2 separate regions of the Sus scrofa genome follow, and region 1 is linked to region 2. Evidence: chromatin contacts called from public HiChIP or PLAC-seq data. All regions are on one chromosome and are shown on one strand. The core of a region is the stretch at or near the end of the contact, and the rest is flanking DNA. Distances in the headings are between cores, read along the strand shown. Region 1 overlaps ZNF710 (zinc finger protein 710). Region 2 holds the start of MESP1 (mesoderm posterior protein 1).

What was found. HiChIP or PLAC-seq counts read pairs in DNA pulled down with a chosen protein or histone mark.
Region 1: a contact with region 2 is called in an H3K27ac HiChIP or PLAC-seq map of alveolar macrophages, with 6 times the contacts expected there. The contact joins the enhancer-like site here to the promoter of MESP1 in region 2. A contact is called at or near these places in 2 of 5 promoter capture datasets (fetal liver and liver), 5 of 47 Hi-C or Micro-C datasets (embryonic fibroblasts, heart right ventricle, omental adipose tissue and 2 more) and 1 of 2 datasets of contacts at active chromatin or transcription factors (alveolar macrophages).

The regions. Positions count from the first base shown.
Region 1 is chr7:55,634,179-55,640,588 of Sscrofa11.1, reverse strand. ZNF710 (zinc finger protein 710) reads right to left here. Exons shown (of 5, transcript XM_021098970.1): 2 at 331-1,816. The coding sequence starts at 1,788. Among named protein-coding and RNA genes, the nearest start is that of IDH2, 38 kb to the left of the region's middle. Within about 2 kb of position 3,183, at least 52 of the 83 cell types and tissues checked have an H3K27ac peak or open chromatin away from gene starts, as enhancers often do. A contact at or near this core is called in alveolar macrophages, fetal liver, liver and 3 more, where this site is marked.
Region 2 is chr7:55,325,010-55,331,525 of Sscrofa11.1, reverse strand. MESP1 (mesoderm posterior protein 1) reads left to right here and starts at 3,926. Exons shown (of 2, transcript XM_001925990.6): 1 at 3,926-6,516.

The sequences.
Region 1 (6,410 bases), core at 1,934-4,433, 310 kb before region 2:
CTTGCTCAGTGGGTTAAGGATCCAGCACTGCCGTGAGCTGTGGTGTAGGTCACAGATGCGGCTCGGATCTGGCATTGCTGTGGCTGTGGTGCAGGCCGGTGGCTACAGCTCCAGTTAGACCCCTAGCCTGGGAACCTACATATGCTGCAGGTGCAGCCCTCAAAAGACAAAAAGACAAAAAGACAAAAAAAAAATAAATAAATAAAATAACAACTCAGCAAGTGTTCAGCACTTTGGGACATGCTGGATGAAAGCGTGGCAGGAGCAGAGGGCAGAGCCTCAGGCCTGGGGCCAAGCCCCTGGGGAAGGGGGGCGGGCAGGAGGCCTTACCTTGTGGGTGAGTGAGTGCTGCTTGAGGTGGTGGATCTGGCTGAACTCCATGCCGCACTCGGTACACACGAAGGGCCGCACGTTCTGGTGCTTGAGCATGTGGTTCTGCAGCTGGCTGCGGTAGTGGAAGGACTTGTCGCACTCGAGGCACTGGTAGAGGGTGGGGCCCTGGTGGGAGGCCAGGTGGCGCTTGAGCTGGGTCAGGGTGGAGAAGTCCAGGCCACACTCGACGCACACATGGCAGCGGCCGCTCTCATGCTTCACCTCGTGGGCCTTGAGCTCGCTGGGGTAGGCAAAGCCGCGGCCACAGAAATGGCAGCTGTAGGGCTTGACCTCCGAGTGCAGCAGCATGTGACGCTTGAGGTGGCTGGTCTGTGTGAAGGCCTTCTGGCACACCTGGCACTTGTGCGGCCGGGTGCCCTGGTGCGTCAGCAGGTGTGTCTGCAAATGGCTAGGCTGCTTGAAGAGCTTGCTGCAATGCGGGCACGAGTGCGGCTTGATGCCGTTGTGGCCCAGGATGTGCGTCACCAGGTTGTACTTGGATGTGTAGGACTTCTCGCACATGCGGCACTGCCAGCGCTTCTGGCGGTCTCCCGCCTCCACCAGGTACGAGTCATCAATCTGCACGTTGATGTCCAGCCGGTCCAGTTGGGCCTTCTTGTGACGCTCCACTGTCGAGCCCGCCGCATCAGCCTCGAACTCGCCTGCCTCTTGCCACACGAAGCCCTGTTCTGGCTTCACGGGCTCCGGAGACTCCATGGTGGGAGCCTCAGGGTCGCTCAGGGGTGCCAGGTGCGGCGGTTCGAAACCGCACTCCGCCGGCAAGGCCTCTGGCCCAGGTAGCGCCATGCTCGGCTCGGGGAAGCTGTCCCGGGCCGGGTCAGGGAAGTGGGGGTCGTAGGGGGCTACGTCCAGCTCCGGCCGTGGGGTTCGAGGCAGGTGCCGAAGTGTCCGGGGCTTGCGGCTGAAGACGCTGAGGTCAATCATCTTGACGGCGCTGCTCTGCACCAGGGCCTCGCAGCCGCCACTGGCTACCTCGGCAGGAGCCTCTGCCGGGCCTGCATCCTTGTCGTCACCGGGCACTGACACTTCGTAGACCTCCTGCTCCTCCTCCTCCACTTTCTCAAACTTGACCTTGGGCACCAGCCGCACAGGCGGCCGCGTCTTCCGCCGGGTGTGCTTCTCAAAGGCCGCCTCCACCTCCAGCACCTCCTCCTCTGCCGGCTCCTCCAGGGCCCGCCCGTTGCAGGCCAGCTGGTAGACATCGGGGCCTGGGGGCCGGGGCTCCCCCATGGCCACCCCAGACAGCTCCGGCCCCAGGTCCGGGTAGAAGGCTTCGGCGCTTATGGTGGCTCCAAAGAGCTCATTTTCTGAGACGAGGCCCAGCACAGCGGCCTGAGCCAAGGACAGCACCACCACAGCATCCGTCTGTGTCCCTGAGTCCATGAAGCCCTCCATCCCGTGGCGGCTGGCTAGGAGGGCATCGCTGCAAGAGGAGAAGGGATCGTTAGCACTGCCGGCTCAGTGTTGCAGAGACAACAGACAGACACACTCAGCAAGGGCTCAGCCAATTTTGGGGTGTGTCTGTCCCTGATGTCTTTCTATCCCTGTCTTGAGAAGTGGACACTTGTAATTATGGGGAGCAATGACACCCTTTGTGTATCTGACCATCTCCTTCATCTCCCTGTGGGATCATGGCTAAGCCCTGCCTCCACGCATGCCTCAGTCTTCCCACCCTTGAAACAGAGAGGTTGGCTTTCTTCAGTGGTTCTCAAACTATGTTCTAAATGTCCTCCAGTAGTTCCTCAAAAACTGGATCCAACATTGCAAAAAAAATTAAGATTCTCCTATTCTAAAAACTGATTTTTTTTTTTTTAAGGCTGCACCTGCGGCATATGGAAGTTCCCAGGTGCTTAGGGGTTGAATTGGAACTGCAGCTGCCAGCCTACACCACAGCCACAGCAGCACCAGATCTGAGCCACATCTGCGACCTACACTGCAGCTTGTCGGAGCCTTAACCCCGAGCGAGGACAGGGATCAAACCTGTGTCCTCATGGATACTAGTTGGGTTTGTTACAGCTGAACCACAATAGGAACTCCTAAAAGCTGATTTTTACAAAACCCATCTACTGAAATGGAATACATATACTTTGTCCCAACACATCCAGTAGGCCCACTCGCTTTACAGCCAAGGTGTAATTAATTTTGCATAGACTTTGAGACTGTACAGTGAGGTAGGTGTTAAACAATAGCCACCATTTGTAATGGCTTGGCCATGTGAAGGAAGCATTTGGGTTTTTTCACTGGGCCAAAACAAGGCAACACACAAAAATAAATTAGGTACCGAGGCCGATCTCAGAGAGCAGGTACTGCCATCAGCCCTTATGCTAAATGACTGTGTCTATCACAACAGGTCATTGTTCTTGATTAGTTAAATGTGAGACATTTAAGTATCTAAACTCATTGATAGCATAGCTTGTGTCTGATTTGTACACTGGAATCCCATGTAAGATCTGATTTGGAAGACTGGTTCTGTGACAAACCAGAATAAGTTTGAGAAAACCGGCTCCCAGGTTCATGGTCAAGCACTCAGATTCAACAGGTGTTTTTGAAGGGTCGAAACCTCGGGGGCAGTGGCTTCCAGCCTTCCTAGGGGCTCCAGCGGCGCCACAGCCCTCCATGCCCTCCAACCTTTGCACACGGGAACCGCTCCAACTCCCCCGCCCCGCCCCGCCCCGCCCCGCCCCTGGCTCCTCCTGCCAGCCCCCCAGGCTTCCCAGCCCTCCCCACAGGCCCGGATGTGGGAGGGCCTCAGATACTCATCAGATTGTACCCCGCCCCCAGCTCCATAAGGAAGGGGGACTGGGTGGCTCCCGCCTGCCTGCCTGCCTGCCTGCCTCGCCCGCTCTCCTCCCAGGCCAGGGTCAGGTGCACGGCCGCTGGCGGCGGCAGCAGCGGCGGCGGCGGCGGCACTTCCTCAGGAAATGCGCTCCGGCCGGGGCCTGGTGTCTCCCTCCCCCCACAGGCCAGAGGAGCTTCCCCTTCCTGAAGCAGCTAAAAATAAAATACCCCAGAGAGACATTTAGCCTCCTTGAAACAGACACTAAAGATGAAGCGTAAAGCGGGGCTCTCATGGAAGAGGGCTGATAGAACGAAACCTCTGCGTCCACCTTGAACAGACTGGGGGGCCTGATTCAGAGCTCACCTCCCACCCTCCGTGGGAAAGAGCACTCAACTGGGAGTCAGGCAGCGTGGCCTCAGGTCCCAGCTCTGTCATGTGCAAGTGACTAAGCAAAGTTCCCTCAAAGTCACTTTTGCATCTCAGTTTCCCCATCCCCACATGGAGATGCAAACACCTACCCATGGAAGGGTAGTGAGTGCCGAGGCCGCAACATAGATGAAGGGGGTTAGTTAATTACAAAGCCCTCACCAAATGTAAAGAATCACTTTTATCCACCTAGATCTCTGGATCTTTTCTCTTTTTGTCTTTTTAGGGCTGCACCTGAAGCATATGCAAGTTCCCAGGCTAGGGGCTGAATCAGAGCTACAGCTGCCGACCTACAACACCAGATCCTTAACCCACTGAACGAGGGCTCATGGATACTACTTGGGTTCGTTACCGTTACTCTTCTGATGAAAACCACAGAGCTGAGATTTCTCTATTCTGGGGCCCTAAATTCAGCAAAGGTTTGGGTGATTCTGCGACAGCTGCTAGGCACTGCGAACTCATTCAAATATTTGCTAAGTCCCTGCTATGGGTTGGGCCCTGCGCTTAGAGGGAAAGGTGGACGAGGAGGATCCCTGCCCCCAGGGTGTCCAGAGCAGACTGCTGTGCCCCTGGCAGCTTTTTGTGTCTGCTGTGGGTTTGAGAAAATGAGCAGCTCAGCGCTTTTTCTAGACTTCCCCAAAGGCAGGGCCAGGGGAGCAGAGGGATGGACCCTCCACAGCAGAGCCTCTGGTCAGGACTGGGCCCTGGATTCCAAGTTCAAATCTGGACTGTGTCCTCTTCTAGCTCAGGCACATCTGTCACATCCTGAGCCTCGGTTTCCTCATCTCTGCGGAGGAAGTGGTGCCTGACTGCCGGGGTAGTGAGATGAGATGAAGAAAAGATGAAGACATCGGTGGCAGGGTTAGTTCCCTACCCCCTGGGCTTTGCTCCCGGCCCCAGTCCCCGGCCCCACCCCTCTTCTGGCACCTGCAGGGAACAGGAGCAAAGAGACACTTAACATGGCTTTGTTGGCAAATGAGCAGGCAAACAAACAAACACACAAAGCTGGAGCCAGAGCACAGGCTGGGTTTGGTTCCCTCAGGGAGGGTAAGTGTGTAACTTACAGAAGGAACCTTCTGAGAGTGAAAAGGGCCACTGCTAGGGCTTACACCAGGACCCCAGGTGCAGGCTGAAGCTGCCCTTGGCCACCAGCATCATCCTCCGTCCTCCCGTGGGAGCTGCGGGAGGTTTCACTTTGGGGCTGCACCTGGTGTAAAAGGGGACCTGCCCACAGCTCTTGTTCCTGAAGAGTTCGTGCCCAAGTAGGGGGACACAGAGGTGCCAATAACCGACCACAGACTCGGTGGCTGAGTGCTCACCAGGTCCCAGGAGAGCCTTTTAATCCTAAACAACTCCATGGGGGTGGCATGGGGTGGAGGTAGCAGGCAGCGCACCCCACAGCCCAGACATCCAGGTCATGCTCCAGAGTGCCCTGGCAGTGAGCGCTGAGCTGGGTCAGCACCAGCTCCCCCGGCTCCACCTGCAGCTCCGAGCTCTCATCTGTGCGACCTAGCCCAGCCTCCTCAGGGGCCAGTTTGCTGACCTGCCCCCCAACCCCTGCCCAGGTTCCCAGGAGTCAGAAGGAGGACAGGGGCGGGCCCTGGGCAAACTGCAATGTGAAGCCCCCTACCTGTTTCTATCTGGGTGGTCCAAGGCTCCAGCCACGCTGAGGACCAGGGTCCCCCTCGGGAGCAGCCAGAGCACCTCTCTGAGTCTCCACTTAGAAAGCACGTCTTCCTAGAAGCCTCCATCAAGCCGTCTTATCTGCCCAACTGGCCAGTCAGGCCCCTGCGCTCTTTTCCTGGATGGACACTTGCCTGATCAGACACACATGACCCTGTAAATATACGTTTAAGAGGCTCATGGGGCTGAGTGTTCCAGGCAGGCTGTGTGTGTGTGTGTGTGTGTGTGTGTGTGTGTGTGTTATGTAGGAGGGGCTATGTTTGTTGAGACAGAGGCTTGGCAAAAGGCAGAGGAAATCGAATTCACCTGTGCTTCACCTGCATGCTCATCTGCCCATCACACAGGCATGGGCAGGGCTGGAGGCACTGCAACCCTGCTGCCGGTGTCTCCCCTCTTCTTGGGCCATCTTTTTGGTTCCCCACCCCCTTCTTCTCATAGGCCTTCTTTGGTGCCCCCTCCCTCTCACAGGCCACAACCCCCATGTTTTACATCCTGGCATGGGCTGTATCCCACCTGGGTGCCCAGGCCCCTCAGGGCACCTCCTTTCTCAGGGCAAGGCCTGTCTCCCTCCACTTGCGCCTGTGGCTCGAAACAAAAGCTCTCTACAATGTCCGGGAGCAAGAGGAGCTCGGGACGCCCAGCTCTGCACAGCCTGGGCTGGGAGATGAGGGGCCATTGGAGCTGCTCAACCTCCTACCAGAACACCCTTGGTCCCGAGGGTGGAGAGAAAGGAAACAGCCAAGGTAGGGAAATGGAGCAAAGAGAACTGCTGCCGGATTGCAGTTTAAAGACTTGCACTGGGAGTGGGGGGAAGGGAGGACACAGCAGAGAGAGAGAGAGAAGGAGGGAGAGAGGGAGAGAGAAGGAGAGAGAGAGGGAAAGACAGAGAGAGAGGGAGAGAGGAGAGAGGAGAGAGGGGGAGAGAGGGGAGAGAGGGGGAGAGAGGGGGAGAGAGGGGGAGAGAGGGGGAGACAGAGAGGGAGAGGGGGGAGAGAGAGAGGGAGGGAGGGAGGGAGGGGGGAGAGAGAGAGGGGGAGAGAGAGAGAGAGAGGGAGAGAGAGAGGGAGAGGGGCTGTGGAGGCCAAGAAACAAAGCAGAGGAGGGGGAGGGGAAGAAGTAGGTGGAGAGA
Region 2 (6,516 bases), core at 2,677-5,176:
GGTTCCTAGTCAGATTTGTTAACCACTGAGCTACAGCGGGAACTCCCTTCATTCCTTCTTATAGTTGAGAAATACTCTATTGTACATATATGTCAGATTTTGTTTATCCATCTGTTGATGGGCATTTGGCTTGTTTCTACCTTTTGGCTATTATGAATGATGCTGCAATGAATGTTGGTGGACAAATATCTGTTCTGGTCTCTGCTTTCAATTCCTCGGGATGTAGAAAGAGCAGGTTGTTCTGTGACCAGCTTTTCTCACTAATGTATTAAGAACTTTTTCCACATCAGTAGATGTATTTCTGCAATGAGATTTTTTTTTTTTTTTTTTGGTCTTTTTGCCTTTTCTAAGGCCGCTTCCCGAGGCATATGGAGGTTCCCAGGCTAGAGGTCTAATCAGAGCTGTAGCCGCCAGCCTACATCACAGCCACAGGATCCAACCCGTGTCTGCAACCTACACCACAGCTCACGGCAATGCCGGATCCTTAACCCACTGAGCAAGGCCAGGGATTGAACCCTCAACCTCATGGTTCCTAGTCGGGTTCGTTAACCACTGCACCACGACGGGAACTCCTCTGCAATGAGATTTTTAAGACATGCCTAGTACTCCATGCTGTGATGATAACAGTTTAAGTAACACATTCTCTATTAGTATATACTGAGATGCCTTAAAGTTTTCCACATAGGTATATCCTAATATCTGTATATTTTTTGGCTACATGTATGGCATATGGAAGTTCCCAGGCCAGGGATCAAATCTCAGCTGCAGCTGCAGCCTATGCCATAGCTGCAGCAATGCTAGATCCTTAAACCACTGTGCCACAGTGCTGGGCCAGGGATCGAACCCATGCCACTGAAGAGACAATGCTGGATCCTTTACCCACTGGGCCACAGCAGGAACTCCCTTATACATATATGTTAAAAGTTATTTTTAAAGGTATTTATTTATTTTATTTTTTTGCTTTTTAGGGCCACACCTGTGGCATATGGAAGTTCCCAGGCTAGATGTCCAATCAGAGCTGCAGCTGCCAGCCTCTGACACAGCCACAGCAATGCCAGATCTGAGCTATATCTGTGACGTACACCGCAGCTTGCAGATCCTTAATCCACTGAGTGAGGCCAGGGATTGAACCCACATCCTCATGGATACTAGTCAGGTTCTTAACCCGCTGAGCCACAATGGGAGCTCCTCAAAGTTATTTTAAAATTGCACATGTAATATTTGAATTTAAACTCTCTGTAAACATTTTGGACATTACAGATGAGATTAAAGCCTGCCTTTGTCACTTCCCAGAACCTAGCCTTGCCCACACCCCCACACCACATAAGTCCTGGTACATTATTCCGATTTGGGGAGTATGCATTTACACACATAAATACAGAAACCCCTTTTGCCAAATGTGTGGTATCATTCTGAGCCTTTTTGTGGAGGGGTTGTTTTTTAGATTTTTGTTGTCTTTTGTTTTTCCTTATATCCGTGGGGTCATATTGAAGGGATTTTTCTGCAGTTTGGTTCAGCAGTACATTTTGTCTTATTGCCATTTCTTGGGCCACTCCTGCGGCATGTGGAGGCCCCCAGGCCAGGGGTCTAATCGGAGCTGTAGCCGCTGGCCTACACCAGAGCCACAGCAACGCAGGATCCGAGCCGTGTCCACGACCTACACCACAGCTCACGGCAACGCCGGATCTGCAACCCACCGAGCAAGGCCAGGGATCGAACCCACAACCTCATGGTTTCTAGTCAGATTCGTTAACCACTGAGCCACAACGGGAACTCCCTCTCTTGAGCCTTTTAATATTTTCTTATCAGGGGAGTCATCGGTCAGGGAAACCCCTGGGCAAAGGGCATGCCAAGGCTGTTCAAAAGCCTTGGGCCAGCCCTGTGGAGCCTGGGAGGCAGCCTGGTTGTGGGCGGCCAGCAGCAGAGCCAGCATTCCCAGGGGGTCTCAGCCAGCCTGGCCACCTGTGCCAGGTGCTGACCGTGTCCTCCTGGGGCCTGGGGTGAGGCATACTCTCCAAGGGTGAAGGAAACTCCCTCAGCTCAGGCCAGGGCTGAGTCTTGGATTTCTCTTGGTGGGGGAACCTCCAGAGCCGAGGACTGCGTTCATCCCGTCCTTAGTCCTTGGCACGTAATCGGTACTGACCAGGTAAGACCCTTCTTCTGTTTGATTTATTATCTGGTCACCTTAAACTCTATCCTCACCCCCTACACGTTCTCCGCTCTGTCAAGGATGTCACTGTCCCCCAGTCTCTGGCAAAGGATCTTAAGCCCAGAGGCTCCTCACTCCACCAGGTCCTGCCCAGGCATTCTAGCTCAGCCCTACGAGCGAGCCCCTCTGCTTTTTATTGGGTCTGAAGTCAGATCCCTCAGGAGAGGTGAGGAGGAGGTGTGTGCCTTCCCCTGTCCTTGGGAAGGACAACCTGGAGCTGGCTGAGGGCCTGAGCCACCCAGTGACCTCATCATTGTCCTGCCACCTCCCTGTGCTATTGTGCGGTTGGGGTAGGGGTGGGGTCAGAAGGCACCCAAAACCTGTGCATCCTGCCTGGAGGGAGCTCCCTCCTGTGCCATCTACAGGGGCTGGTGCTGGACACGCCCCAAGTTGGCAGTCGAGCCGGGCCTGCAAATCCTTGCTGGGGAGCCTAGAGTTTTGGTTGGTTCGTGGTCTGTTTTCTGCCTCTGCTCCCAGGGGTGTGTAGGGACCTGAGCCCGTCCCCCTTCTCCTCACTCCTCTAGGCTCCATCTTGCTCTCCCTCTCAGCACACAGGTGTATGTTTTTCCCAGTGGACAGATGAGCAAATTGGGGTCCAGAGAGGGCAAGTGGCCTCTCTGGGGTCACCTAGCCCATCACACCAGCACTAAGCTGGCTTCACCCTTTTCTTAAGCCAGCCCCAGCATTTCTGACATGTCTGCTAAGCTCCCCATCCTGTACTCACTATGGCCCCAGGCCCCAGGAAAAAAGGCCCCTGACTGGTCGGCCCACCTCAGATCCCAAGATTCCAAGTGGTTGGGCAGCGCCCTCTGCTGTCTGTGGCTGGGAGTGCAAGGAGGCTGGATAGCCAGGGCATCCCTCTGGCTTGAGACCGGTACCTTGCAAACAAGGTATGCAGTCAGTCCCCCAAGGCATCTCAGCAAGCACTTGGGGGTCCCCGTTCCACTTCACAGCTTAGAAACTGAGGGGTCATGTGACAAACTTTCCCACATTTACATGTCTGTCTCTTTGCTTCGGGCTGGTCAGCTCTTTATGCTGCGGTTTCCCCGTGTTTCACTGCAAGGCTCCACTTACCTAGATGAAGCGAGGCATAAGTGTGACACCCTCAGGAGAGAGGTGCAGTCTACTCACCCTGCATTCTCTGCCCAGCTCTCCAAACTGGGGAGATTCTGGCACTTCCTCTCCAGCCTTTCCCCGGAATCTGACAAATCTCTCTCCTTTCTTCCCACCCCCTCCCTCCTTGTCACTCTGCCTCCTGTGACTTCCACTAGCTGCGCATCCAGCTGATCCATGACCAAGATAATCAGATTATCATGGGTCCAGAATAATCTATTCCATATGGCTTGCCAAGTCGGTGGCTCCAGGAGCTAAAGGTGTGAGGAGAGGGGGTGGCCTCCGTTGGAAGGGGCTTCCTGGGAGTTTTGGGGGCATAAGCTGGGCTGGTGGGGAAGGGGGGAAGTGGAGGAGAAGTTGGGAGCCTTCCTGCTGGGCCCCTGACGGCCCTGGGCTCCAGGTGGCTGCAGCCCCCTCGCCAGCACAAGCACGGCCTCATCTTTCCAAGACCTGGTGAAGCTTAGGCTCCATGGTGGGGGTTGCCCCCCATGCCTTTTCTCTGGATTGGGAAGTGCTCACTCTAGGGTGTTACTTCTCAAAAGTGGCCAAGCCTCATAATTCTCCGGAGATTTTACTTTTTTTTTTCTTCTTGTTTTTGCTTTTTAGGGCCGCACCCGTGGCATATGGGGTTCCCAGGCTAGGGGTCAAGTCGGAGTTACAGCTGAAGCCTATACCACAGCCACGGCAACGTGGGATCCGAACTGCGTCTGTGACCGACACCACAGCTCACAGCAACGCCCGATCCTTAACCCACTGAGCAAGGCCAGGGATTGAACCCACAACCTCATGGTTCCTAGTCGGGTTCGTTAACCACTGAGCCACCATGGGAACTCCAGATTTTACTTTTCACACCCGGAATCTCCTCTGGGGATTCTGGTTCAAGCAGGTCCAGGGTCTGGAAACCTGTTTTCTTTTTACTTCTCAACAGGTCCTGGTATATCAAGGTTTCCTGGGGGCTTAAAGATTATGCGGCATAGCCCTCCCCCAGCAGGGCACTCCCAGGGCACCCCTCCAGGAGGAAAGGAGCCACTCTAGTCCTCCAGAGGGGGCAGGGGGACTGGTGGGAAAACAGAACATTGGCTTTGGTCCCAGACAGAGCAGAACAGATCCCAGCTCTTCCCCTACTAGCCATGCAACACAGGACCACCTCTCTGGGCTTCCACTCGTTTCCACATCTACAAAGTGGGGCAATGACACTCATATCACAGTGTGGTTGTGAGCTGTAACCCAGCCAAGCCCCAGTACAGTGTCAGACCCCAAGTGACAGCAGGAACACACAGGTGGGCTCTGCCCAAAGCACGGTCCCTGTGCTATGATTTGATCCTTGCACTGTTGGCACAGGAGGTATTACAGGGCAGAAACAGAGGCCAGGGCAGAAACATGGAGTGAGTTACCCAAGTGCCACCGGTGGTACAGGGCAGAAGGGCATTCTATTCTAAGCCACCCTGGCCACACCCCAGAGGGGTGCCCCAGGTTATCTGAAGGTGGGGGCTTCGTGAATAAGAACCGCTGCCCTGAAAGAGCTTGCCTTGCGGGCTGGTGCCGAGGTGTGGTGGGAGGATCCCTGGCAGTAGGGGACACCCAAATTAGGAGCTTCCCAGGAGGTGTGCTGCTCATGCTAAACAGGCTGGCGTTAGGACAGAGCTGCTTCCTTCTCCTGGGGCCTCTGGCTCCAGTGGGGATGGGGATTAGGGGCCGCAAGGGGAAAACCGACACTGCACCTTTGATTAGCACTCCCATGTTAGAGGGGCTGGCCGGAAAATAAGGGTACTGAGGCTGGGAAGTGGGAGGGGGCAGCGCCCAGGACCCAGGCTCGGTCTGAGGAAGCCGGCTGGTTCCTAGTGGGCAGGCAGAGACCCGGGCCCTGGGCCCAAGGGGGTGCTGCCTTGTCCTGCCTGCACCCCCACCCTGGCCAAGGACCCCGTCTGAACTCTCACCTCTGCTCGGTGGGGCTGCCCCAAGGCCTCATTTCCCAGCCTGACACATTGGCAGGCAGAGGCAGGCTCGGGCCAGGGGAGCAGGAGCCACTGGCTTCGGCACTTGTCAAAACACAGGCCCCAAAAGTGTGAAGTCCTCACCCCAGCAGGAGGGCGTGTGGGCCCTGCCGCCTGGAGAACTCATTAACTGGGGCAGCTCCCTAATGAAGCCACTGGAGAGGCTGGTGATAAGATCAAAGGTGAGAGAGGAATGGGGAAGGGCAAGAGGGAGCCTGGCTGACAGGAGGGGGTAGAGCCCAGCTCCAGGTTGGGGGTTCCCTCCTCTGCCCCCACCTGGCTTTATCAGGCTCATTCACCATCACCCTTGCACACCCTGGGCCCTGAGACTCTGAAGGCAACGGGACTCCCACATGGCCCCTCCAGTTTGCTGCCAAGGCAGCCCTTGGGGCTCAAAGACCCAAAGATTGGGGGTGGGTGGGGACCCTCCCATCTGTTCTGCCTCTGTCATGCCAGTTTTGGGGTTTGTCTCTACAGGCACCCATGGGTCTTTTTAACCCTCTCAGCCCTATCAACCGGAGAGCCTCCTGTCATGCACCACTCAGAGTGTCCCTCTCACGCTCCAGGACTCTGTGACTCCCACGTAAGTGAGCAATGCATGTCGGATCCCAGATCCGAGAATCCTCAGGGGCCAGAGCTGTGCTTTTTAAGATAAAGTCTGCCACCTACACATGGCCCCTTGTCCAAAAAATGTTGGGTGACTTTGTGTTTAATAAAAATTCACTTCAGAGCATAGTTGCCCACAAGCCATTAATGGCCTTTTCCTCTGGACGGGAACTTGGAGGGCTCAGAGGTAGGATAAGAAAGATTTGTTAGACCCTCTGCAGTTGTTCATTCTCTTGACTTTTTAGTCACCTGTGTATATTCTAACTTCAAATAGAGACATGACAATAAAACAAAAGGTGGCTGATCACCTTAGGGGGTTTTGGTCATTCTGAGTTTTCTCAATAAATTAGCTACAAAGTGGAAATCAGAATCACTCGCAAGAACAGGAAGGATTTTTTTCTGACGTTCAGAGGTTGGCCACAGAGACCCCGACCCACCTGCCTGTCTAGTTTTTACTCTGCACCCCTCCTGCCTGGGTGCACAACCAGTTCCCACTCTTTGTTAGCTGCAGTCCAGTGGGATCAAAGGGGACTTCGCTGTGCTCCAATGCCAAGTTTTTGGCCTGGATCTGGAACCCCAGGAAGGCATCTATTG